4 separate regions of the Anser cygnoides genome follow, and all the other regions are linked to region 2. The links are chromatin contacts, called in public Hi-C maps. All regions are on one chromosome and are shown on one strand. Each heading gives the region's core, a stretch centred on a gene start, on an enhancer-like site or on the middle of the called end of the contact. The rest is flanking DNA. Distances are from core to core; before and after follow the strand shown. Region 1 has its middle 32 kb from the start of IL1R2. Region 2 overlaps MAP4K4 (mitogen-activated protein kinase kinase kinase kinase 4). Region 3 holds the start of LOC106041672 (interleukin-1 receptor type 1-like). Region 4 overlaps NPAS2 (neuronal PAS domain protein 2).

The links. Hi-C and Micro-C count contacts between places; a contact is called where the count stands out from the background.
Region 1: a contact with region 2 is called in a Hi-C map of liver, with 1.9 times the contacts expected there. The contact joins two enhancer-like sites. A contact is called at or near these places in 2 of 7 Hi-C or Micro-C datasets (both in liver).
Region 3: a contact with region 2 is called in a Hi-C map of liver, with 4 times the contacts expected there. The contact joins the promoter of LOC106041672 here to the enhancer-like site in region 2. A contact is called at or near these places in 2 of 7 Hi-C or Micro-C datasets (both in liver).
Region 4: a contact with region 2 is called in a Hi-C map of liver, with 1.8 times the contacts expected there. The contact joins two enhancer-like sites. A contact is called at or near these places in 2 of 7 Hi-C or Micro-C datasets (both in liver).

The regions. Positions count from the first base shown.
Region 1 is chr1:143,463,069-143,467,297 of Taihu_goose_T2T_genome, forward strand. No RefSeq gene overlaps it. Among named protein-coding and RNA genes, the nearest start is that of IL1R2, 32 kb to the left of the region's middle. Within about 2 kb of position 2,848, at least 2 of the 3 cell types and tissues checked have open chromatin away from gene starts, as enhancers often do. A contact at or near this core is called in liver, where this site is marked.
Region 2 is chr1:143,267,565-143,271,848 of Taihu_goose_T2T_genome, forward strand. The region is part of intron 2 of MAP4K4 (mitogen-activated protein kinase kinase kinase kinase 4); the gene reads left to right. Among named protein-coding and RNA genes, the nearest start is that of MAP4K4, 20 kb to the left of the region's middle. Within about 2 kb of position 1,992, at least 2 of the 3 cell types and tissues checked have open chromatin away from gene starts, as enhancers often do. A contact at or near this core is called in liver, where this site is marked.
Region 3 is chr1:143,489,485-143,494,137 of Taihu_goose_T2T_genome, forward strand. It overlaps LOC106041672 (interleukin-1 receptor type 1-like), which reads left to right and starts at 3,302. Exons shown (of 13, transcript XM_013190243.3): 1 at 3,302-3,434; 2 at 4,593-4,653.
Region 4 is chr1:143,013,969-143,018,243 of Taihu_goose_T2T_genome, forward strand. It overlaps NPAS2 (neuronal PAS domain protein 2), which reads left to right. Exons shown (of 21, transcript XM_066984235.1): 9 at 5-87; 10 at 792-898; 11 at 2,132-2,279; 12 at 2,923-3,004; 13 at 3,692-3,833. Among named protein-coding and RNA genes, the nearest start is that of RPL31, 22 kb to the right of the region's middle. Within about 2 kb of position 2,518, at least 2 of the 3 cell types and tissues checked have open chromatin away from gene starts, as enhancers often do. A contact at or near this core is called in liver, where this site is marked.

The sequences.
Region 1 (4,229 bases), core at 1,598-4,097, 200 kb after region 2:
TTTACTGCTAAGTTTCTACTACATTTGTGTAGGTAAGCAAGAGAAAGATATTTCTTCCTCAAGGACAAGTGACTGATGCTCCTGGTAGGCTTTACCTGCTGTAACATGGGCTTATGTGTGGTTTGCATGTTATTGCAAGCCAGAGCTTTGGTTTTGTTGTGGCCCATTTAAGGTCCTGATAGTTAACATTGGAAACAGCAAATCATCCCTCAGTACATTTTTTCTCTTCTGTATGTCACTGTCAAATGAAATAAATGGTAAAAATAGAGGACTTTTCTGTTTTGACTGTCTCTGCAAAGGCACAAGAAGCTGACTTCAGTGTTTATGCAATTAGGATCGTTTTTTTTGGTTACATATTTAGTGCAATGAGTAAGTATTGGTACAGTCAGGCTCAAATTAAAGCTGTTCTGACAGTATGTGCTTTAAAAATGGCAGAGAGAAAGGAAATTACTTAATTAGGCAACTTCATATAGTAAGATGGCAAATTTTCCTTTACTATTGTAGGGGCCAGTGTAAATATAGAAGAACAGGGCTTTCATTATTAAAACTTCAGCCCCTGGAAAACAACAATTTATTAAAACTTAAACTTATTCTTAAAATGAGTTAATTTTGGTGAAATTAATTTCCAGGAAGAACCTTCAGAGAGATCATGTCCTTCTCCTGTCTCTGCTCTTCTTGTTCAAGTTCAAGGAATTGTTAGGAATGTGTAGATTCCCACTGATGTTTTTATTTTATTTTATTTTATTTTATTTTATTTTATTTTAATTTCCTCCCAGTCTGTGCTGATAACACAATCAGAAGGAGCAACATTTTCAAAATTTATTTGGCATCTTCAGCCTGAGAATTCATTCACAACCTGTAATATCTGGAATATTGCTGACACAAAACATGAGCAGCTTAGTGGCTGAAATAGGCTAGAATGTACCAGTGTGAAACACCAGTATTTCTTGTAACACTAAACATAGCACTTGTATGCATTTCAGCTGCAGGATGGATACAATTCACATTAGAGTGGCTTAATTATCTCTGTGATCACTGAGCTCCGAGGCGCCATGGGAATGCAATTTCCATGATGCTTCTGATATTGCATGTCACTCCTTTCTCTTGCCTGTCTAGCAAGAATTTCCTTCATGATCTGAAGTACAACAAAGCTGATCTCCAGCTGAATCCGGGACAAGTTTCAAAGTCTGATCATTTCTAGCTTCAAACTGCTTTCATTATTCTGGAATGGAATCAGAGAATCACAGAGTGCTTTGGGTTGGAAGGGACCTTAAAGACCACCCAGTTCCAACCCCCTGCCATGGGCAGGGACACCTCCCACCAGACCAGGTTGCCCAAAGCCCCATCCAGCCTGGCCTTGACACCTCCAGGGATGGGGCATCCACAGCTTCTCTGGGCAACCTGTGCCAGTGCCTCACCACCCTCTGAGTGAAGAGTTTCTTCCTAATACATAATCCAAACCTACCTTCTTTTAGTTTGACTTTATTACCCCATGCCCTATCACTACACTCCCTGACAAAGAGCCTCTCCCCATCCTTCTTGTAGGACCCCTTTAAGTACTGGGAGGTTGCTATAAGGCCTTCCCAGAGCCTTCTCTTCTCTAGGTTAAACCCTAGCCCCCTCAGGGCCAGACTCCTACAGGGGAACCTGCAAGGGTGCGGCATCCTCCTTCACTCCTACTGCTGACAGGAGTACTTTAGTCCACAATTTCCTTTGAGTGCTGTTAAGTAAAAATGATAGCATATTCCATCAGCTGACTTACACTGATTTATGCAGCTGGTGTTGCTCACCTGCCAGGAGAGTGCTCAGGGGGATCCTACTGATGTCTCTGCTGGGATCTAGGACTTCCAGCATGCTGCTCACAAAAAGGTGATGTGAATAGTAGCGAGGTGACAGACTTTGTGCCAGCTACAGAATTGTTAGGCTAGTCAAATTCATTGAAACATGTTGGGAGAGCCATGGAAGGATCTTACTAAATCTTCTTACTGATAAAAGAGAGATTTAAATTCAAATCTCTCAATGAGTAACTTTAGGTGGTTATACCAAGGCAGGTACACCAACATCTTGGAAAGAGCATATCTTTTGTGTCCTTTCATCACCAATGAAATCCAGCGCAGAGAAGGGTGCCGCACAGGATGGTGGTATGGGCTGGCTTTGCTACAAGGCTCTGCAGCTTGGAAATGCCATGAGGTTCCTCTGAGTCACTAATAGTAATGGAGAAAGTGAGCAGGAAAAGATGTGTTCACTCTTTCTCACATAAGCAGAGTGAAGGGTGCCTAGTTAAATTATTGAGGGGCAGATTAAGAAAGAGTAGTAGAGGGTTTTAATCACTTTTTAATAAGAGTGTGCCTTTACTGTTTAATGATTAAACTGCAGGTAATATTCACTGAATGTTGCGGAGGCAACAAAAGATAAGAAGTTCAGAAAGGGACTAGACAAAGTGATAGAGTTAATTAGTCACTAATGAATATGGCAATCTCGGCATGACCTTTTGCAGACGGGATGCCTGAAACACTATTACTGGAAAATAGAAGAGTATGACAAATATAAACAAACTGTATTTGCCTTATTCAGATAATGTTTTTACAAGTATTTGCAGCAAAAGTCATGAACGTGAGATTGTCACCGGAGCTGGATGGCCCCTTTATTTGGCCTTAGATCTCTCTTTGTCTGCCACAGGGCTCTAGCAAGTGACAGTTTCAGTTTTGTTAACCCATAAGCTATCGTGCAGAACAAATCATCTGACTTTAATCAGCAACTGCTTGAAAAATGAGGATTAGCTTCACTGAAAAGAGATATAAATAAAATCAGCATGATGTCAAATAATGTCTTATCTGTGTACATCAACATAAAGGAAAGTGGGAAGGTAGCACACTGGAGAGAAGGTATGAAAAGGTTTCAGATCTACTTTAAATATTAAAGCCATGAGTCTGTGCCTAAACCAAACTGTCGTTCACTTATTCAGTGGACAAGTAAGAGAGTGAAGTTAAAACAACCTAATGTGTTACTTCCTGGTTATCATAACATAACAAAGCCTTATGTTCTGCTGCTTCATACAAACACGGCTGGCTTGGTTTCCTGTTTGGACTTCCTAAAGGATACAAGTCAGTAAATGATGCAGCATAATGAAGGGGTTATCATCTGAACAGGGCTTTCTCTTCTACTTTGGCTCTTTCCCAAACACAGCAATAATTCTTAGGAGTCATAAAAGCGAGACAGTGTGCTGCCTGTGAGCTACAGTATTGGCACTGCACAAGTTTGTACACAGGACATTTTAATCTTTAACAAATAAAAGGGCTTCAGTAATGTACTCAGTCATGAGCATATTTTAAAGGACCAGCCACAGCTCTGCATGCTTCCGTGCTTCACTGGAAGTTAGACCTGTCACCCAAGAAAGAAAAAATGAAGTGAAGATACAGATCCTGTTCTGTTTGTGACGAGTAGATCTTAGCCTAAGGTAATGCATTTGGCATTTTTGTGAGTGTTTCTAAGCTGAAAAGAGTTTTTATTATGTTTTTATTATGTTTTCTGACTTCTGGTTAGGACCTAAATCAAAGTCCTTGTAAAGTAGCAGAGTTCTCCTCTGGTTATAGAGTTGGGATCAGATCTGCAAACAGTAAGCATAGATATACAAATGAAATTATATTCTGCAGGGATTTCTCATCACTGCAGGCATTATAATGGGAATATACATCTAATTGGCTCAAACGAATGTGCATGACTTTTGTATAGGAAAAGGCATATTGAAGATAGTCTGTATCATACCTATCATACTGAGGTGTGAATACCTGATGCATACATGGACAGCTGGAATGATAGCATATATACCCCAGATGCCTGCTGGGGTAAACTTAGCTGTCACTTCATAGAATCACAGAATATCCCGAGTAGGAAGGGACCCACAAGGACCATCGAGTCCTACTCCTGGGTCCCTAAAGGGCCACCTAAAAAATCAGACCATGTGTCTGAGAGCATTGTACAAATGCTTCTTGAATTCCATCAGGCTCGGTGCCATGACCACTGCCCCGGGGAGCCTGTCCCAGTGCCCGACCACCCTCTGGGTGCAGAACCTTTCCCTAACCCCCAGCCTGACCCTCCCCTGTCCCAGCTCCATGCCGTTCCCTCGGGTCCTGTCGCTGTCCCCAGAGAGCAGAGCTCAGCGCCTGCCCCTCCGCTCCCCTCGTGAGGGAGCTGCAGGCCGCCATGAGGCCTCCCCTCGGCCTGCTCTG
Region 2 (4,284 bases), core at 742-3,241:
AGGGTTCTAATCATTGCTAATAATTCTAACCAATTTTCTCCTATATAACAAATTCAGCAGTAATATAGGTGCTTAGGTACTTGGGGTTCACGTCCCCCGCTGATCTGGATCCCGCTTGTGCAGCATTTGCTGCAAACGGGTTACGTTCTTGGGAAGAGTTTACATTTGAAATGAAAAAGCACGTTTCCAGCTCGACCCCTGTGTTTGGATTGCCAGAGCAAACTCGAAAGGGAGACGCTTGTGCCCTTGGACAGGGATCCTGTTTGTCCTGCTCCGCTGAATTTAACCCGCTGTGTTTGATGCTCTCGGTGAGGGGACTGGTTGAGGATCAGAGCGGGGGCACCGGGCGCTGGGGGGCATTGCACTGCCGGAGGTTCACGTGGAGGCAGCAGAAGGATTAAAGGGCGCGCCCTGAAAAGAGGCGCTTCATGTCACCGATAAGTGGTGCTGAGCAGGCCGGGGGAGAGGAGGTTAATGCCCCTCTTACCCAGGGTCTGTTTAAAGAAGCCAGTCATTTAGCTAAAATATACATCTACAGTTCATTTCTGTTTAAACTGAAATTACCGAGCAAAGAGATGCATCCTGGGAGCAGATTAAGCCATATGCTAGGAAAGAAGCACATTTCTCTCCAGCTCGGGTGACAGTGGCATGCTTAGGGGGTTTTCTGCATTAAATATTTGATAAATCTGTAGTAGAGTCGAATTCCGTTCGCTTTCAATTACTTTTGATTTTTCAAGCCTTCCAGGATCCTGACGTTTTTCTTCATCTTGCCTTTTTTTCTGCCCCCCGCCCCCATGGTGATCCTGTTTCGTCTGGGAAGGAGCCCTTGGGTGTAACGGGGCACGGCCACGTCCTGGTGATGGGCAGAGCAGTCCCCGCGGAGCCGGCGATAAGGCTCCATTTCTGACGCAGGGAGGTCTGGTGTCGCGGGGAGGTCCGCGCCTGAAATTTATTGCATCAGAAAGATTTGATTAGCTGTATTGTATTAGCACAGGTTTTATTGCTACTTCTTATATGTTATTAAAAATCCCTTATTAAAAGGGCGGGCGTGCGTATTTGCTTCTAAAGAACCGTGTCTTGCTCTGCTGTTGGCAGCAATTTGCCATGGTGGTGGCAGCAGCCAGTGCATCGAGGATGGTAGGAGGGGAGGAGTGAATGCAGGGGGGGCGTTTGCTCTCCCTTAAAATCCCTTTTTCTTTGATAGTTAATTCTTAAATTGCTAGTCAGAAAATATTTGGTTGTTGTTTCATTTTTTTTTTCTTCAGCTTAGAGTTTGATGCCCTTTTCAGCAGGGTTCTGGCTGCTCCTCTCCCACAGAGGCGTAGTTGGAGGGTGTTTGCATGTAGCTGCCGTGCCTGTTTGCTTTCTCCTCGGCTGCCGGCGGAGCAAAGGTCGCAGCTTTCACCTGCTCGGCGCTGAGCAGCCCGGTCGCGTTTCCAGCCTTTGCATCAGCTCATCTTCCCAGGGAGCTCTGCACTCAGGTGATTTCTGCTGAGCAGATGCACCCATGTTGTCCCCACTTCGTAATTTACGCCAGGCAACGTGGTGGTGTTCGCAATATGCCGAATGGAGAGGGAGGTCAAGGGGAAAAAACCAAACTGCATAAGCAGTTGGTTGTTGCTGTTTTAGACAGTCTGTTCTTGCTGCTGCTTTAGTGCTCATGTGCTTTGGTCCAGCAGACTCTGGACTGTGGAGGGTAAATAAAAATGTTTTGTAAGCATTGGTGTGCCGGGCCGAAAGTTTTGTTGCGAGGAATCAGCATGTCCCTGTGCGGAGCAGGGTTGCTAAAAATACTTTCACCCAGCTAGGGGTGCAGCCCGGGGGCTAGCTTGCAGTCTCTCCCCTGTTTTAACCAGATCTGCGGTTGTTTGTCTCCTGAGAGACCTTCCTGATACCCTGTTAAGACCCCCTCCGGAGATGTTTTCTGTCATTTTATTCCCCACAATGATATCTGAGCTTCGAATGCCCCGTCCTTCAGAATATCCGATACACGGGAAATTAATCTTTCCCCAGTCTGTTTTCCATAAGGTTATAGGTATTTAAGAAATGCTGGAGACAGCTGAAACAAAAGACCTTACCAGACAGAAAATGTAATACCAGCCACCTGACTGGCTCTGTCTTTCCTAGCTGTCTGCTAACAGCCCTCATTTCCCCGTGTCTTCGGGCCTGGGCGAAGTGTCTCCTCTCTGTTTGCCAACAGCTCAGCTGCGTATTCATCAACCGTAATAAAAATGTGTGCTCGAGATCAGGCAAGTGCCTCACGATCCTGGCCCAGTCTGAACGTCTCCGTGGTCTCTGCAGCTCTTCTGGTGGCCGTGGTGGCCGGAGCGGTGCTTACCCCGTGGGTATGGTCACAGTGGTACGGTCACACAGCTGGTAAGGCGATATCCGCGGCAGATTTTAATCTGGCCACAGGTGACCCTCGGGCTGACGGCATTTTGGGAAGCTTAAGCTCAGGTGGAAGAGCCTGGTGGTGCCACCTTCCTCCGTCACCTGCCGGTGCTTGTCAGCACCTTGGCGTTGCCCAATGCCGGTTTAACTCCTTGTCAATTCATCTCTGTTACCCAAGTCATCTGCTGACAAAACAAAGATCTGGGTCACTGCTCTTAAAATAGATGCAGCATTAAGCAAATTGCTCAAGCAAGCTCTCCTTTCCTCTGAGAAGGCAATGTCAACCCAACCTCACAGGGATACCCCTAACAAGCACATCCTCCTCCTGCGGAGGCCCTGTCAGCTCGGCTACGCTCGCCCGATAAGCTTTTAAAATGCAGTGTCCAGCGGTTTGCATAATGGTTGACTTTTTCTTTATTTTAATGCAGATGTATGCATCGACGTGACCTCCTTTTGCAGGTGGTCTTTGCAAATCTTGTATTTGTTTGTGGTCTGGTGCCCGGAGGTGCTGTGATTGGCACATTTAACTTCCGTCTGCAAGAGCTGTGATAAATTATGCCCGTACCAGCCGATTGTTGCCCTTGCTTTTAGGCAGAGTTCAGCAGTGCCAATTTTATCTTGATAAGAGTCATCCAGCAACCGCTTTGACCACACTGTGCCAAGCCCACGTATGGGTGTGCAACCAGTCAAGGGTGAATTACTCATGAAATCCGTTTTTAAGGTCGCTTAAGTTTTTAAGTCTCTGTGGACTCTCTGATCCCAGGTTTCTGGGGCTTCCTGCCCGACGTGCCCTTCTGTCAAAGCCCCGCGGGCTGCCTGGGCCTGGGCTGCAAAACGGCCGCGTCGTCTTCTGCTTGTCCTGTGGGGATCTTTTACTCTGAAGTGGGCTTCTGGGAATGCTGCTGGAAAATACAGGGTTTGAAAAAAGGGGAACGGGAAGCTAGGCTGCTGGGGGTTCTTGCTCATCAGGGTCCACCTCTGTCTGTGTGCGCTGCCTTCTGCTGTGGGCATGGACAGCACATGGCGTGATAAATCGGGAAGTCCAGGGAGAGCTTCCAGTTACGGGGCAAGCAGAGAGAAATGTGGTCTGGCAACCCAGGAACGGGGTCCCTGCTCGACCGCAGGCCAGCCTGGGCTGGTGGTAGCAGAAAAGTCCCTCTAATGATGGGGGAGACGGCAGTTTGCTACTAATTATATCATAGAAAATACGGTATGATTTGGAGGGAAGGGTGGTTAGGCAGGGTGAGCCCCCATAATTTCCCTTCCCTTTTTGATAACGTTACGTGCTGCCCGCTCCGTTTTCGCTCCGGGCAGTGTTGCAGGTAGTGCCTTGCTATCTTCTGGGACCATCAGCACAAATCGTGTGTGTCTCAACAGCCACGTATGGGTCAAGTGAAACGCTGGCGAGAATTGTGTGCAACGGGGCTGTGACTGGAGCTGAAGGCTTACCTTTGGGCTGCAGAAAATGGCTCTTCCTTTGAGGACTCCACAGCCACATGAGCACTCAGGAAGCGTATGGGGATGCTGGTGGTGCTTCTGTAGTGGATTAGCTAGAGCATTTGGCTAGCTGGAAACTGGGGTCTGAGCTCTTCCCCTGAGACGTGATCCCTTACCTCCTGCCCCCTGAGAGCTGCTCCATCATCTGCTGTGCTGTAGGAAAGTCGTGGTGGAACCGACCCTGCTCTCTTCCTGAGACTTTAATACTTTGCATGAATAGAGAGGGGAGACCAGGAAGCTGGCACCCATTTCAGCCCCTTCCTTGACTGCATTTGCAGGAAAAAAGTGCCTCAGCACTGACAGGGGAGGGCAGGCCTGGCTGAACGGAGAAATTCCTGCTGGTAGGTGCCAGTTTACCCCCAGCGAAGGACTGAAGGACAGAAGGAGCCAAATTCT
Region 3 (4,653 bases), core at 2,052-4,551, 220 kb after region 2:
GGACAGCTGTAGGTCTGTTTTGGAGCCTGCTGGAGCTGGCTTTTATATGAAACGCGTGTTTCCTGGTGTCTATGCACAAAGGCAACCCCTGCAGCCCCCCAACTGCCAAAACCTTGCCATGTAAACGCAATACACTTAGTATGAATGAACAAGACTATAGAGTTTCTGCATGCTAGAGGCAAAAAGAAAAAATCACCAGCAATTCTCAGCATTCTTCTCAGGATGCAGGGAAAACAGTCACAGAAAAGATAGGGCAGAAGCATCTTGTCATCCTGTAAAGATATCCACAGTGATATGCATTTATAGGAGTGGATGGGAAGAGAAAGGTGCTTCTAGCTCTGCTGCTTGCATTCCTGGTTAAGAGTTGCAATAGCAGCCACACCATTGCAGGGACCTCCTCCACTTTAGCTGCAGTTGCACATGGAAACATGTGGAACTGATGAAAAATCTTCCAGCTCTTTTGAAAACGAAATTTAAATACCTGTTTTTATTCTAAACAAGATTCCAATTACTAAAGCTGTCTTTTGAGATACGTGGTGTGTTCAGGTTTTTCACTTACTTAAAATGGCATTTTGAGATCAGTTGATCTAACCAGTATAAATTTGCTCCAAGTGCTGACAGATATTTCTGATCAAAAATGAACACTCTTTGCTTTGTGTGGAAATGCTGGACAGTGTGACTGAACAAGTCTGAACACATGAAAACATGCTTCAGATTACTGCCATGTGTACAAAGCAGGTTTGACCTGTCCTTGAAGTAGCACTAAAAGCACTATTAGGAGTGCAGTGTGATGTCTTTTTACTTCAGTTGCTACTCCGTACTACTCAGTCTCAGTTTGAACTTTGGACTTGGTTGAACATTCTGCACTAAACAGAAAATCGACGACTCATTCATTTAAGATTTTCTGGAATGAGCACCCTGGTAGACACAAGTTCTGATGTTGTGTTGAAACAGGTATGTTCAGACTGTAGAAACTGAGAACTGGTTTGTGTTTTCAAAGATCTATAGCTTTTGGTGCTACGGCAATCTGTAGCAAGACAGTATAAATAGATACTTTGGCATAACTTTGTGTTTCTTGTTTTCTTTTCACATTATCCTATTTTAAGCAACAAGTCCAAAGTGTCCCATGGAGAACTTCAGTGAAACTACCAGGAATACCTTTGAATTACCAAATGTGATCGCCATCACTTCCCACATCAGTGATGGATGAGTCAAGTGCTGTACCTTTCAGGACCAACAGGAACTAGTTACTGTATTACTCTGAAGTTCACCCTGGCCAGATACTCCAGGATACTGAAGGACACAAACCTCTGTCCAGTTTCTTGATGCTGACTGATTCCTGAACAATGAAGTCTTACTAGCAGCAACCTGGCATCTGCCCAGAGGTCTGAGCCCTGAAACATGCCCCAGAGACATGCAGTTGGAAGCAACGAGAGGCTTTTCCCAATTGCGTGAGCTCAGTGCCTCAGTATATTCTCATGGTTGACTGTATAATTGGGGTAACAGGCTGGGTTGTACAACTCATGCGGGAGAACAGTTATACAGTAGGATAAGAACAGACTTTAGCAAAATTATTCTCCTCTAACTGGAGTCCTACTAGATGTTTCATGATAAATTCATCTACAACACTCAGGAAACTCTAGGAAACATCCTCTACTCTGAGAAAGATGCATACTTTGCCACTGAATCACAACTTGGCAGTACGGACACTTGCGTGCGTTCTTTCAGAATTGTACTTTTGGTTCCACATGATCAGTTTCTGTAAAATGAGTGCCAGAGAGTACTTTGTTTTTTTTTTTTAACTTTAGAAGTGTGGTTGTGACAGATATGAGATACCACAATTATGGAAATAGTGATGTGTGCCAGATTCTAGAAATGACTACTTTATCTTCCAATATGTAGGTGTTACTCTTTCTATGAGACTGATGGGTTTCTGGCACGCTCCCTGTTCCCTGGCTTTCCTGCTTATTGCCAGCTACTGGCAGAGACTTCTTTCTATGAACCCTCACGAGTCACCGACTTTCAGTCTAGTTGTGCAGCTTAACTGGAAGCATTGCTATCATCCTTTGGATATTGTGGAATGATGTATTGCACAAATAGCCACTCACAGCACCTTAGTATCTTTGTTCTTAGGATTGTTATAGCCTATGAAATGAATGTTTCAGTGTTAGCCAGTCACCTTAACACCACCCTTGAGTCAAAAACTGTGAAGGCAAAAGTAGATTAAAATATTCCTTTAACAGAGCTAAAATAAATAGAAGTTTGCAAAGGTTTATAAACACACGGGCAACAGGAAAAGAAATTTACCCATCTAGCTCATAAGGTTTTGTCTCATGCTTTATATCATCCAATAAGCTGGTAAGTATTTCATGGCTTTCCTTTCTGAGAACTCCATGGCTCAGGGAAGCTCTTCGTCCTAAAATTGTCAACACAGAAGAAGCCCAGTAGGACAATCCCTTCTTTTCTCTGATTAGTGTTAATGAAACCAAGAGACAAGCAATCTAGCCCTTTTCCCCCCAGAAGACTAAGCTTTCCACTTTGGAAATGGCAATCGTTGTGTAAGTGTGGAACAGAGGATTGGCTGTGCCATTTAATAATTTAAAACATTCCTTCCCACACTTTTCCAACCCCTTAACTAGTCCCTTCACACTGTTTTTGGAACTGTTCAAACCACAAGGGGAGCCTTCTTTTTATGTTACGTTTTTATAATTTGTATTATGAATGCTTACTTTATCTGGAATCTCAATGGAGTTTATGCAGGTGGAAGGTTTTGAATAAAAGCAGAGATGGGAATAAGCGATAACTGAGTACCCTCCAGTCGCGTTTTTGAGGAGTGACCAAAAGTATGTTGGGTGGAATCAAAATGAAGGAGGCTAAGTCCAATTCAAGGAGGAGAGGACACTGAATTGAGAACTATAGGCAAGGAAGCGATTCCAGAGGAACTTTTTCCTGTTTGGAAAAAATTACATTTTTATGTTTGAACATGCTTAATTTCACCATCCAAGTAACGAATGAGAACTTCTATACAGTTACTACTGAAATCCAGAAGGAAAAAGCTAATTGTTTGAACTGGAAGAGTGATGCCCTGACACAGCAGAAGGGACGGATGACCAAACAGGACAAAAAGTAACCACTTATTTGACAGAAAGCAAAAAAGCTCTGCTCCAAACCCGAGCATAGACTCATAAACTCATGTTTATGGCCCTGAGGAGCTCTGAGGAGGGCTCCGGACCACGGCTCTCCACGATCCCTGAGGGAAACCAGCCAGCGTCGACGCCGTACCCTCGGAGCCATCCCCCGGGCGGTGCAGGCCGAGGGGCGGCCCCGGGGAGGGGCGAGTCCCCGGCGCGGCTCGGCGGCCGAGGCGGAGCCTGCTGCTCGCCCGCTATGTGGCGGGGTCGGGGCGGCCGCCGAGGCTCGGGGAGCAGACGGAGGTGAGGAAGGGCGGCGGGCGGCGGGGCTCGGGGGGCCGCCTCGGACTGAGGCGCGGAGGGGAGGGCGGCAAGGGCCCTGCGCTGCGGGCCGCGCGGGGGCGCGGCCATTTTCCCCCCGCGGCAGCGAGGGGCAGCGGGGGCCGGGCGGCCGCTGGGTCGCAGCGTGCGCGGCACCGAGCAGCCTCGTTGGGAGGCGTTTTCCTCTGGCGTGCCCCTGTGCTTCTTCACCGCGTGTCCCACTGCACAAGAGCAGGTAGGAAAGGCTGCAGGGAAGCGAGAAGCGTAGGAGCGCCGAGCGTGCCACGTTTTAAGGCTTATAACAGGAAGCAGGACAAAGCTTTTCGTAAATCTCCTTGACCTGGTAAAACACCACAGCAACTGTTTATTGCACAACCCTGATCAAACAAGGACTTTTTTTTTTTTTTTTTTTTTAACTGTTAGTTACGATGACAAGAGCAGGCTTTGGGCAAAAGCACTGCCCTGGTAGAGCTGCCTGCGGATCTCCCTGCAGCAGCCGTAGGGGCTGGGATGGTTGCAACCAAGGCATTGCACGACAGCTCTCGATGGAGCGAAAGCTCGATAGGAGTGGGTCGTCACCCAACAGCTACCGAGTTGAATCACGATTCAAGTTTTCAAGTTTCCAGAAGCAGCTCTTAACTCTGGGGAATTTCGCCAGGGATGTCAGGAAAACGCTGGATGCGTTTTGTTTTTGTTCCTCATAAGCTTGGTAACTTCGGTCTTGTTTGACTTGGACTCCTTGTATGTGCTTAGACTCTCAAAAACAGTTCCTAAACGAACACTTGTCTTTCATACCGATTGTGAAATTGGAATGCTTTGAAAGCTGGGGAACTGACTTAAAACTCTTGCACAAATGTTTAATAACACAAAATCCTTAACTTAGATCCTTTAAGTTAATCCTCAAGTGAGAAATACTTTCTGGTTTTGGTAAACATTTGATTTTATTTTTTTTCCCTGAGAATAATGCATTAATTTTTATATTTTTTTTTTGCATCACTGTGTTTTTTATACTTACAGTTTTATCTACGTGAGCCCTCCAGGTCCTTTTAAATGGCTCTGTTTTTTGAAAATGATGGTGAAAAAGTAATAATTTACTTTCGATTTAAGTAACAACTTTTTCATATTACTTTATACTGACAGGTATCAGGAGTTGAAATGACATAGAAAACTGCTACAAGCTCTGACTACAAAATGAGCTTCT
Region 4 (4,275 bases), core at 1,268-3,767, 250 kb before region 2:
ACAGGAGATGTGCATCGTGGAAGAACCTTTAGAGGAATTCACGTCAAGACACAGTCTGGAATGGAAATTTTTATTCCTGGATCACAGGTTGGTGACAAGAAAAGCACTCTTGATTGTGTTTTGTGCTTGTTTACTGCTATTTTCATAAGTGCAATTCTCTCAAATGGTGTTATGTTTCACATCTAAATCACATGAACAGGAGGACTACCACTGAAGTTCCTACAAAAGCTGATGTTTACTATTCTACCTTGCATTTATTTTTATCCGTCTTCTAAAAGAAAGCTATACTGCTTCTCAGGCAGAATTTGTGATTACCTTGTTCTTGTTTGTTTTAAAAATATCAATGGACTGAAACCTGTCCCAGAGCAAAAACAACTCCTTATTATACAGCTGTGGAAATCGTTCTTTCAAACTCCAGCCCATGACTGCGTGTGCAGTTCCCACTGAGTTACAACTCCTTTGCCGCAGGTTTTCACGTGAAGGCCCCATAGAAACAGAGCTGCTTTCCACCAGCATCTTTTCCTTGAAAAGAAGGGTTTATCACAGGTTTTGTGCTGGGAGGAAGGTGCCCACAGGCACTGTTGTGCTGGTACGGGTCCCATATGCAAGGCAAACCCCAGCCGGGTATTCCAGGCACAACAGGGCAAAGTCAGGATCACGTCCCCTGGCAGCTGGGACTATATGCCTATGAGTGAGAGTAGATCTGGGCTTTTAGCATATCCATGTCAACATGCAGAGACACTGTTTGTTTCCTGGTTGTATGAATTCACTTATCTTGTGCCTAAATGCAGAGCACCGCCGATTATAGGATACTTGCCTTTTGAAGTGCTGGGTACTTCTGGCTATGACTATTACCATATAGATGACCTAGAGCTGCTCGCAAGGTGCCATGAACACCGTAAGTATTGCAGAACCCACATTTCCATTAATTAACCAGGATACCTCTTTTCAGTAAAATGTAGTTTCAGTTAAAATAGGTGTAAAACTCAGAAGGTGAGGTTCCAGCCTTTGCCTCACAGCCATATGCCTTAGTGTATTTATAGCATATCGGGTGCATCGCAGCTGATCAGCATCTGGGCCATATTCCTCCAGCTCTGAAACGAGCACTTTCACCTCCCCTATTCCCAGAAGTAGTCAGTGAGACTCACTGAATTGATAAAATATGCCAGATTTGACCCCTGCTCTATTAGTGAAGAATATGCAGGAATAGATCAAGCAATTTCTGAGGAGATTGCATTTTGTAAAATTCTTGCAGATTATTTACTGTAATGTTGCTCACCAAGTATTTGGCATTGACATTACCTGTGATTATTTAAAGATAGACTATTAAGATTTAATTGGAAAGCTCTCTCACTAAGTAAAGAAAATGAGGCAATCCTTTTTAAATATTTACTTATAGGCTTGACTGGAACATCTCAGTCTTACTGCCTCTGGGTGGCCTGAAAATATCTGGCCAAAATTAGTTTTTTATATGTTGACATTAAAATACAGAAAGGCTAAATATGTGCATCTTTGGGATCCCCTTGAAATCGCTGGAACAAAAAGCAGACATTAGTTTTGTCCTTGAGTCTTTGAAACTTATAATATACCACAGTTTACTGTACTTCAAATTCTTGTCAGTCTGGGAATTTTCTTTCAGTTTCAAATGATTTCTGTGTTTGCACAATGTTATCTCGTATACTCACTTCATTCTGCAGTCACTAAAATCCATCCATACGGAATACTCATCTTTTCAAGTATTTTTATCCTGTACTTTTCTGCTATAGATCTTCAGATGATCACTCTTAGAAATTAATCCCAGATGCCTCATTAAGCAGTATGTGAGCAGCACATAAACCAGGGAAAGATTTATGTTTAAGTTGTAGCAGACATTAATGCAATTGTGTCTAGCATTAAAGTTAATTGTACTGTTAAAGAATGTACTGTTCAAGTTGTCAGAAGAAGGCACCTACGGATCGTTATGATCGTCTCTATCCTAAGATTCACAGGCCCACACACTCAAAAGGTACTCGGGCTCTGATCTCCCTTGGGAACCAGTGGGGCCGTGGACACCTTTGTAACACTGTTCATATTTCATGTCCTTCTCACGCTGATAACCGTGTGACCAGCTGTGTGTACTCTGTCCTGACAGTGATGCAGTTTGGCAAGGGGAAGTCGTGTTGCTATCGGTTTCTGACCAAAGGACAGCAGTGGATCTGGCTCCAGACCCATTACTATATCACGTACCACCAGTGGAACTCCAAGCCAGAGTTCATTGTGTGCACACACATGGTGGTAAGGTATGGAAACTGTCATCAACCAGCGGGGATGTAAAGGGCAGTAAGACAAGGGCATCCTCATGACTGCAAACGTTTCCTCTTAGAAACGTGACGTGTCTTTTATGCTACAGAAATGAAGCCTAAACTCTCTGAAGGAAATCTGCATTGTAGAAAAATACTCTGACTAAGCCTTGCTCTATTCTATGCGTCATTTATTGACCACAAGTTTAGGGGGAGAGTAACTATTGCATTTTTCCATCTTGTGCAAAAATAGGGAATAGACATCTCCCTCTACTATTCTGTTCCTTAAATCCTTGGTGTTTGTTTTTTTTTTTTTAGTTTTGTTTTGTTTTGTTTTATTCTGTTCTGTTTTTTTAAGAGATATGTGGAAGCTTTTCAGTGAAGTTGCAGAGTAGTTTTAGGATGTGAACTTGACCTCTACTCTTTAATACACTTCTTGATTTCAAAAAGATAGGTAGAGAAAGGAATTAAAATTAAACCATAGTCTCTCAAATGTTGTGCAGTTGCATCTGACGTGATTTTTTTAAGCTGTTCATTTAACCTGTAAAATTTCACAATATTTTTTTTCCTCTATTTGCTTGAAGTACATTTTGTGAAATATAACGGTACCGTGTTGATACATAGAATTATATTTTACATTCAGTTACGCAGATGTTCGGGTAGAGCGGAGACAGGAGATGGGCTTGGAAGAAGTGTCCTCAGAGGTTGTGTCCTCAGCACTAAAGGTACAATGAGACAAGTTTTTTTCATAAATACATGTAGTAATTGCAACTATTTCCTATGTTAACATCACTGAAAATTTCAGCATTGTCTTTCTGAGTGGATTCCCTAACAAGTTCAGAATTCATTGCTCACTTGAATAATTTTAAAATAAATTAGATAAGTTCATGAAAGGTTAAACCTGGAGATTACAGACAGCCTTAAATTAAGTGGAGTATGGGCAGGGGCAATGTGATATATCTTCATGTTTCCTTGGCAAAGTGCTACAGTTCTGAGATTCATCTGGACATGTTCTGACAGTCCATCTTGGCTACATCGAGGACATCTGCTGAGTTAAGAAAGAGAAGCTCCACACAGCTGAGTGTCTCACAGAGGTTGCAGTTGCTGTCAAGTCCAACTGTATGCAAAACACACATTCAGAAAAACATCTGAATGTGCAAAAGGACTCTGGCAGTAGCTTCCTATTTATTTCCACCTCAGTGAAAGTTCACTGGAAAGAGGATTAATTAGATGCTATTTGGAAGGGACATCGACACTTGTGCCCAAGTCTTCTGCTGGCCTACCTGGGATTAGTTCTGCTCAAGTAATTTTAGGCCGGCCAAAGAACTGGGTCTGCAAGTATTACTAGGTGCATTTCAAAATATTTTTACCCTGACAGGTGCAATAGCTATTCTCTTTTCTGCTTGTTTTAGGACAGTAGCTCCAGCTTGGATCCTGAACAGCACTTTAATGCACTTGATATTGGTGCCTCAATCCTCAGTGCTAGCCGGACACCCTCAGTATCATCCAGGAGCTCACCAAAATCTTCCCACACACCCAAGTCAGACCCAGCATGTGAGTGGCATTCCTGGGTTACTGCGGTATTTTGCATTTAGCCAAGTTACAGAATACGTGTCTATATACCACGGCTGCAAATTAACATGAGGTACTGATATGTGTTTGTCAGTGGCAATGAGGTGCATCATCTACAATGGTAATGTACGAGATGGAAGGGTCTAGTTTGACCATCCATACACTGGAAAATGGGTAGCAGAACTAGCCATGAGACCAGCTGTTTAGATCTGTTATGAAAATAAAGACTTCTATATTCCGATTTGAGGGTGTCAGTATGAGCAATGAGAGGCCCCTCCTGACTTACCTGAATAATAGCAGCCTAAGGGTGGTAGCTCTTCTGGCCAAGATTAAGGATGTTCCAGCCATGACTTGAGCACACCTTATGCACTCTTTCTGCTCCCTGATCTGGAAGAAAAGCCAATGAGCTAACCAAAATTTACAG